Regions from separate parts of the Pan troglodytes genome. Here region 1 is linked to region 2. The links are chromatin contacts, called in public capture Hi-C maps. All regions are on one chromosome and are shown on one strand. The core of a region is the stretch at or near the end of the contact, and the rest is flanking DNA. Distances in the headings are between cores, read along the strand shown. Region 1 has its middle 140 kb from the start of TTC29. Region 2 has its middle 73 kb from the start of TTC29.

The links. Capture Hi-C pulls out chosen DNA fragments and counts their contacts.
Region 1: a contact with region 2 is called in a capture Hi-C map of stem cell-derived neural stem cells, with 5 times the contacts expected there. The contact joins two enhancer-like sites. A contact is called at or near these places in 5 of 7 Hi-C or Micro-C datasets (blood, induced pluripotent stem cells, lymphocytes and 1 more) and 1 of 1 other capture datasets (stem cell-derived neural stem cells).

Annotation. Positions count from the first base shown.
Region 1 is chr3:148,869,168-148,872,493 of NHGRI_mPanTro3-v2.0_pri, forward strand. No RefSeq gene overlaps it. Among named protein-coding and RNA genes, the nearest start is that of TTC29, 140 kb to the left of the region's middle. Within about 2 kb of position 1,929, at least 1 of the 24 cell types and tissues checked has an H3K27ac peak or open chromatin away from gene starts, as enhancers often do. A contact at or near this core is called in stem cell-derived neural stem cells, where this site is marked.
Region 2 is chr3:148,801,489-148,805,113 of NHGRI_mPanTro3-v2.0_pri, forward strand. No RefSeq gene overlaps it. Among named protein-coding and RNA genes, the nearest start is that of TTC29, 73 kb to the left of the region's middle. Within about 2 kb of position 2,328, at least 1 of the 24 cell types and tissues checked has an H3K27ac peak or open chromatin away from gene starts, as enhancers often do. A contact at or near this core is called in stem cell-derived neural stem cells, where this site is marked.

The DNA.
Region 1 (3,326 bases), core at 679-3,178, 67 kb after region 2:
AGACTGCTGGCATTAAATAAATATGCATGTATACAGATGCACAGGTGTGTATGCTCACATGTAACCCTGTTTTCACTTAACAGCAGTTGAAAGAATGAGAGTGAAATGGGTCAATAAGCCACTGGACACCAGCATTTTCTTCAGTATCCCCAGGGGCCAGTCCCACCCTACTGCTGCCTTTGTGAGGGCACTCTCTGGCCAGTTTTGCTCAGCACATTCATTTAGCAGTTGGCATTCTGGTTGTGAAGCTGACCTTCTGCTCCTCTGAGTTCCTAAATGCTATCCACTAATATAACAGTTTTTCTTGTCAAAGGGATTGTAATGAATGTTTATTTCAGATCTACACTTCTTAGCTTATTTGTAGCCAGACTGACTTTGCTGCCTTCAGATTTCAGCTGTTTTATTCCCCAAGGCTAAATTTACATTGGTAATTAATAATATCCTTGCTTATTCTGACCAAGTACATACATATATATGTATCTTTCACCTCTCTGCATCATAAATGCATCTTACACTTATCTTATTGTCATTATTTCCTGCTGTCAGTCTCATATTGGAATACGCAACATTGCTGTACTTTGTCATGGTGAAAAGTTTATCCTGCAAATGCTCAGTTTCTTAGGTCTTCCGTGAATGGCTGTGCTTATCTCATGTGTGCTTCTAGGCATCTCCAGGGCTCTGCATTTAACTTCATACTTCTAAAAGCATCTGTACAGAGGTAATATTAATGTTATTGCCACAGACAGGCAGAGCCTCATTTCTCTCTGCTTTGACTGAAAATGCCTGTTCATAGTGAAAATGTGCAGACATTGGCATTCTTGTGTGAGGTTGGAATGTGTGTGGGTCCAGCCATTGACAGCAGGAAGAAATAAGACACAACTGCCAGATGGCTTGGTTTAAAAAAAAAATACCAGTCAAGATTTGCTAGTGATCCATAACCATTAAAATTATTTTCCCAAAGGATTCTCTATTCCGAGGCTGGAAAAATATTCCTGAATTCACTCTCAGTTCTGAGATGGGGTTGCGTGAAAGAGTGGGTGATTTAAAGATCACTTATCTCCCAGAATAGGTACTTAACCTAGACATATTGGGTGTTTAAAATTCTCGATATAAGGATATGACTGCTATCATCTTTAAATTTTTTGAAGATCTGATTTAGAATTCATAGTAGGAAGGCAGAAAGTAGTAGAATGAAGATTGAATTTGGAGTTAAGTTCTAGTCTCTACCATTAAGTGGTTATCTTTAGTGTATCCCTAAGCCTCAGTTTATTTTCTATATGTTGGAGATAAAATCTGCACTCTCTAGGTCATAGTCATAGTATTGTTTAAAGATCTTAAGATAAAAATGTGCAGAAATGAACTCTGTAAACCATCCAGTGCTATGAATCCAAGTTGCTGTTATAAACTAACACAGAAGTTCCTGAGTGGGGGAAAAAACTAATAAGAAACCTATTAATGGCCCTGGTAGCTTTTGCAACCTGGGTTTCCTTAGATCATTCATGTTGTAACTTTCATGTTGTTGGTTTGAGCATTAGATTAATTCACTTTATATTGTTTTCTTATTTTATCCCCAAACAACTCAAACCCAAGCTGAATTATAACAACAAATAATAATGTTTAGGAAAAAAAAGTCTGGTCCCAAACAATGGTAACTATCATAAATTTTTGACATGCACACTGGAAACAAGAATTTCAGTAGAAAATAATTAGCTTGTTGTCTTTGCGTTCATTTAAGTTAAAGTGATGGTTACACTGAGACATTACTGATTCTCCACTTGACACATCCACTCAGTGTTTCCACTAGGATTTCAGTGATCCTAGACCCTTCCCCACTAATGAGAATGCCACCTTCCCACCCAGTGTGCTTCTTCTGTTCTATCTGTGGACTCCATGCTCTTTGCAGCCACTGCCTCCTTCTCTCTAGTTGGCTGCTGGATGCTGTGGACCCGCTCAGTTGCCCCGATGAAGTACGAACTGGGTGAACACTTGCTGTATGAGTGAGTGATGCCACATGCCTCTTCTCCTTTAAGGCCCATATATGAAGGCACTGCTGGTGGAGGCAGCAGAGTGAGTCAAATCTCACAAATGACCATCACTAAATTCAACATCCCCAAATTCCTGTGCCCAGTAAATGTGATAAGTTTTTCCTAAGATACAATCAAAGGGTAAATAAAATAGAATGTCATCTGTCCTGAAGAATACTTTCCCAGGGTGAGGCTTCTCTAACAGCTTCTGCATTACAGACTATCAAAAGACAGCATTCTGGAACGTTCTGAAAGCAGAGAGGGAGAGAGAGAGCAAATACTGCACAGAGGTCTCAGGATTACTAAGCACTGAAATATTTTTATTTTTATTTTTATTTATGTATTTTTTTGAGACGAAGTCTCACTCTGTTGCCCAAGTTGGAGTGCAGTGGCGTGATCTTGGCTTACTGCAACCTCTGCCTCCCAGGTTCAAGCAATTCTCCTGCCTCAGCCTCCCAAGTAGCTGGACTACAGGCACATACCACCAGGCCCGGCTAATTTTTGTATTTTTAGTAGAGACGGGGTTTTCACCATGTTGGCCAGGCTGGTCTCGAACTCCTGACTTCGTGATCTGCCCACCTCGGCTTCCCAAAGTGCTGGGATTACAGGCGTGGGCCACCATGGCCAGCCATCTTTATTTCTCAACTATTATTCCACATCAAAGAGAAGTTCACATTTTAACAGAAGATAGACGTAACCTCTGGATGAAACTGCAAGTCTATAGTCTTTAACTGTGTTCATTACCATATTAGGTAATAATGACTATGGACATATAATTATTGATTACTGCTTTTAAAATAACCATGCTGTTGAGTAGCCATGAACATAAAACTATGAGGTTATAATAGAAAATAAATTTGGCTCTGAGCATATAAAAATTTCAATTAAAAAAAACATACAATAAGAGACACTGTTCCAGAATTACATGTTTTTGGTTGATCTTTCACCATTCATGTTATGCAGCCTTCCGTGCTGCAAAACCTGGCAATGATTAAGAACAACATGCAGCATCGAAACCACAATAATGGCACTGGATATTACAATACTGAAGTGAAACCGTACAGTTTTCATTTCAGATTCCATGATTTGTTAGTCCAGTCATGTGACACGGGACAAGTCACTTTATTTATATTCAGCCTTTTAGTTTATACATTGAACCTCCTGGGGTCCTGTGGGATTGAAAAATGTTGATGACAGAGGGTGTAAGTCTTTATAAACTCTGAGTTTCCAGTTCTGTTTTTAAAACAGATTAAATCAGCAAATTGTACTGTTATTTCTGTTATTTTGTGACTTTGGAAGGCT
Region 2 (3,625 bases), core at 1,078-3,577:
CCTTCAGAAGAGCCCAGTAGCAGTGCAAACCCAAACCAACATGCCATAGATAGACAGGTTTAGGGACAGGAAGAATTTCCCAGGGGTTCCAAGAGATTCATGAAAGGGAAACTGGAGAAGCCACTGGACCTCGGACAGTAATAAGGAAAGGAGACCTAGATTATTGTGGTTTGGATATTCATGGGAGGTGTGATCTTACAACCTGCTGATGTATGGGATATCTGGGTCACATAGGATTGTTGCAAGGTTGAAATGAGATAATGAATAAAAAGTTTTTAGCAAAACATCTGTTTTGTTTTTGAGACAAGGTCTCATTATATTGCCCAGGCTGGAGTGCAGTGGTGCAATCTCAGCTCACTGAAACCTCTGCCTCCTGGGTTCAACTGATTCCCGTGTCAAGCCTCCTGAGTAGCTGGGATTACAGGCGCCTGCCACCACATCCGGCTAATTTTTGTATTCTTAGTAGAGATAGGGTTTTGCCATGTTGTCCAGGCTGGTCTCAAACTATTGGCCTCAAGTCATCCTCCCACCTTGGCCTCCCAAAGTGCTGAGATTATAGGCATGAACCACCGTGCCTAGCCAACATATGACTTTTTAATAGGATCTCAGGTAAATGTCTATTGTAATTGATGTTATTGTTATTGACTATGGGATGGTATGTTAGGGGATTATGTAAGTGTGATGGACCAGAAGGTCATATAAGATATATTCACTAAGCAAATCCTGTAGGTACCCAGGCTTCTGCATATACCAAACAGCACCATTGTATGCACAGACAGACCAAAGCCAGACCCTTCCTTCAGAAAGGACTAGAAAGCCAACTTTCTACTTGTCACTTTCCCAGATATGGACAAGGTTGTAAACACGTGGAAGTATAATTTTTTTAGTGGCAAATTACAAATGCATTCAACAGAGCTGTTTCAGAAAGTCATGAGTCTGTGGGAGCAGGTACCAGCCTTAAATGGTGAATGCACTGAAGCAGTGGTAGCTCTGGGGGAGATGGTCCATTTTTCTTTCATTAGACTCCACCATAACTCGGTATCTTTGTTTTTCTCCATGGCTTCTTAGGCTCAAAGCCAAAGAAAGCCATTTGGCAGAAGCACAGGCCCTAGTGAAACATGTATTGAAAGCAGTCTTCTGTGTTTAAAGACATCTCCCTATACGACAATTGTCCTGGATGTCAGGCACTGTGTTGGAAGGCAAGCTGACACTTGACAGGTGACATAGGCAGTACTAATGGTAGAAATCTGATGAAGCAGAAAACAGAGTGGATTTAAGGAGCTGAGTGAACATCTAGCCAGAAGAAGCCAAGATACAGGGACACCAAGGGCAGAAGATCAGACTCCACATCAGCTTCTCAACATGCTACTCACACTCAATGGTTTACCAACAAGAAGCAGCAGGTGGCAGTGTCCCCCAACATCAGCGAGGCCACAGGTCAGGTGTGGAAGTAGACCAGCTGGGCCAGAAAGTATGAAGCATTCTGATAATACTAATACCTAATATTAATCAAGAAATATTTATCTAGCAGGCTCAACTTTAATGAACTAACTCACTTAACGTCACAACAACTGTATTTAATAGATCATGTCATGATCTCAGGCATGCTTATAGCTTCAGGGTGTTTGCACTTGAAGTTTCCTCTAATCAAAACACCATTTCCCAGGTATATGCATGGCTTACTCCTCATGGCATTCTGACCTTTGGTCAAATGTCATCTCCCCAGTGAACACTGTTCTGATCATGAAAATACTCTACCCCACTGCTTATTCCCTTGCCATCCTTTATTTTTCTGCACAGCTCTTATCTCCCGGAAGAAATTTATGTATTTGTGCATTGCTTATAATCCTTCTAGAACTTAACATTGCACAGTGGAAGGGAATGTTATCTGGTTTGTTGATGGCTATATCCTAGCCCCCAAAATGATACCCTTCCCAAATAATTAGCACAATAAACAGTTGTTGCATGATGAAATATCAATTTATAAAGAAAAAACTGAGTTACAATGAGTTTAAGCAAATTACCTGAAGTCTCAAGTCATGCATGCAAAATCAGGCTTGGAATCCAGGCAGTGCGGCCCCGGGACCCCAGTTCTTGCCTGCTATCCATACTGCCTTGTGACTACTTCCTTACGTCATCATCTCAGTCCTGAGAGAGAAACAGATCGCCTGTGAGCAGGGGAGAAGCACATGGAGCACTGCTCTCTATGAAGGACTGGAAAAGGCCCATATCTGGCTTCCTAGGTCCTCTCTTCCCGCATGAGCCTCTATACATGCTGCTGCTGCTGCTGGGAGGCTGTAGGCTTCTGGCTGGAGGGCAGACCCTGTCTATCTCTCTTTCTCTTGCTGAGCATGAGAGCAGGTAGGTGGGCTAAACCCCTCTGAAAACCTAGATACCAGCAATAGCCACACTGAGAAGAAAGGATGGCAGGACCTCTGTTTGCTACTGCATTTCTAGGCACCAGCCTGGAGTCTGGGGATGCTCTGGTTAAAATGTTTAGCCCCTGGTCCTATTGGCCATACTCAGGTCAACCCCTGTGGAGTATACTCCTGAGCCTCAGGACACAGAGGGCCTTTAGAACTCTCCTGAAGCCTAGGCTTCTCCTTTATTTCTAGTGAACTACCTAGAAAATGTCGAGTCTATAGGCCTGTGATTTCAAGCTCTGGGTGTGCGCTTGTCTGAGGTATGGAGAAGCTTCCCGAAGAAACACATCAGTCAGTTACACTGGCCATTAAGGAATCTTTGGCACACCCAGCCACTGTAGCCTGAGAGGTAGGAAAGAGACTGAGAGACCGGTGTTCAAACAGCTCTTGCATTTAGGTGGTTACCCCACAGTCTTAGACCTAAGGCCTGGGTAAGGCACAAAGGTGAGACAGAAAAACTCCACAGATTATGGTTTGTGTGATAAAGAAAGGGGCCAAAGCTCATACTTACATTTAAAACCAGGAACACAGTAGCAGCTGGGTAAAGAATATAATTGAGAGTCAAGCAGTGGAAGAGAGGACAGGTATTCTTGACCAGAGCAAGGGCATTCAGGACATAGGTGAGAACTGGAGCCCAGAGAGACTTACTGAGCGTGGGGTGTCACCACCATCCCTGTTAAAGCACACACTGTTAGCCTGGCCATGGTGGGAGAGTCATTGAAGAGGCAGAGTCAGCTGAAGGAACACTGAAGTTATGGAGAGGGGCTCTAATAAACTTAGGAAAAAAAGAAAAAGTAAAGTGAGCATTTCTGGTCTTATTTTCATTTATTTATTTATTTGAAAGAGGGTCTGGCTCTGTTGCTGAGGCTGGAGTGCAGACTCCGCCTCCTGGGCTCAAACCATCCTTCCAGCTCAGCCTCCTGAGTAGCTGGGACTACAGGCATGCACCACAGCACCTGGGTAATTTTTGTATTTTTTTTTTTTTGGTAGAGATTTTTTACCATATTGCTCAGGCTGGCCTCAAACTGCTGGGATCAAGAGATACTCATGCCTCCGCCTCCCAAAGTGCTGAGATTACAGGTATGAGCCACTGTGACCAGTCTATTTCTGTTTTTATATCTCCAAAACTCAAAAGACTTTTTACAGATTCTACTCTTCATGGATCACTACATTTCTTCGTTTATTCAACAACTGTATATTCA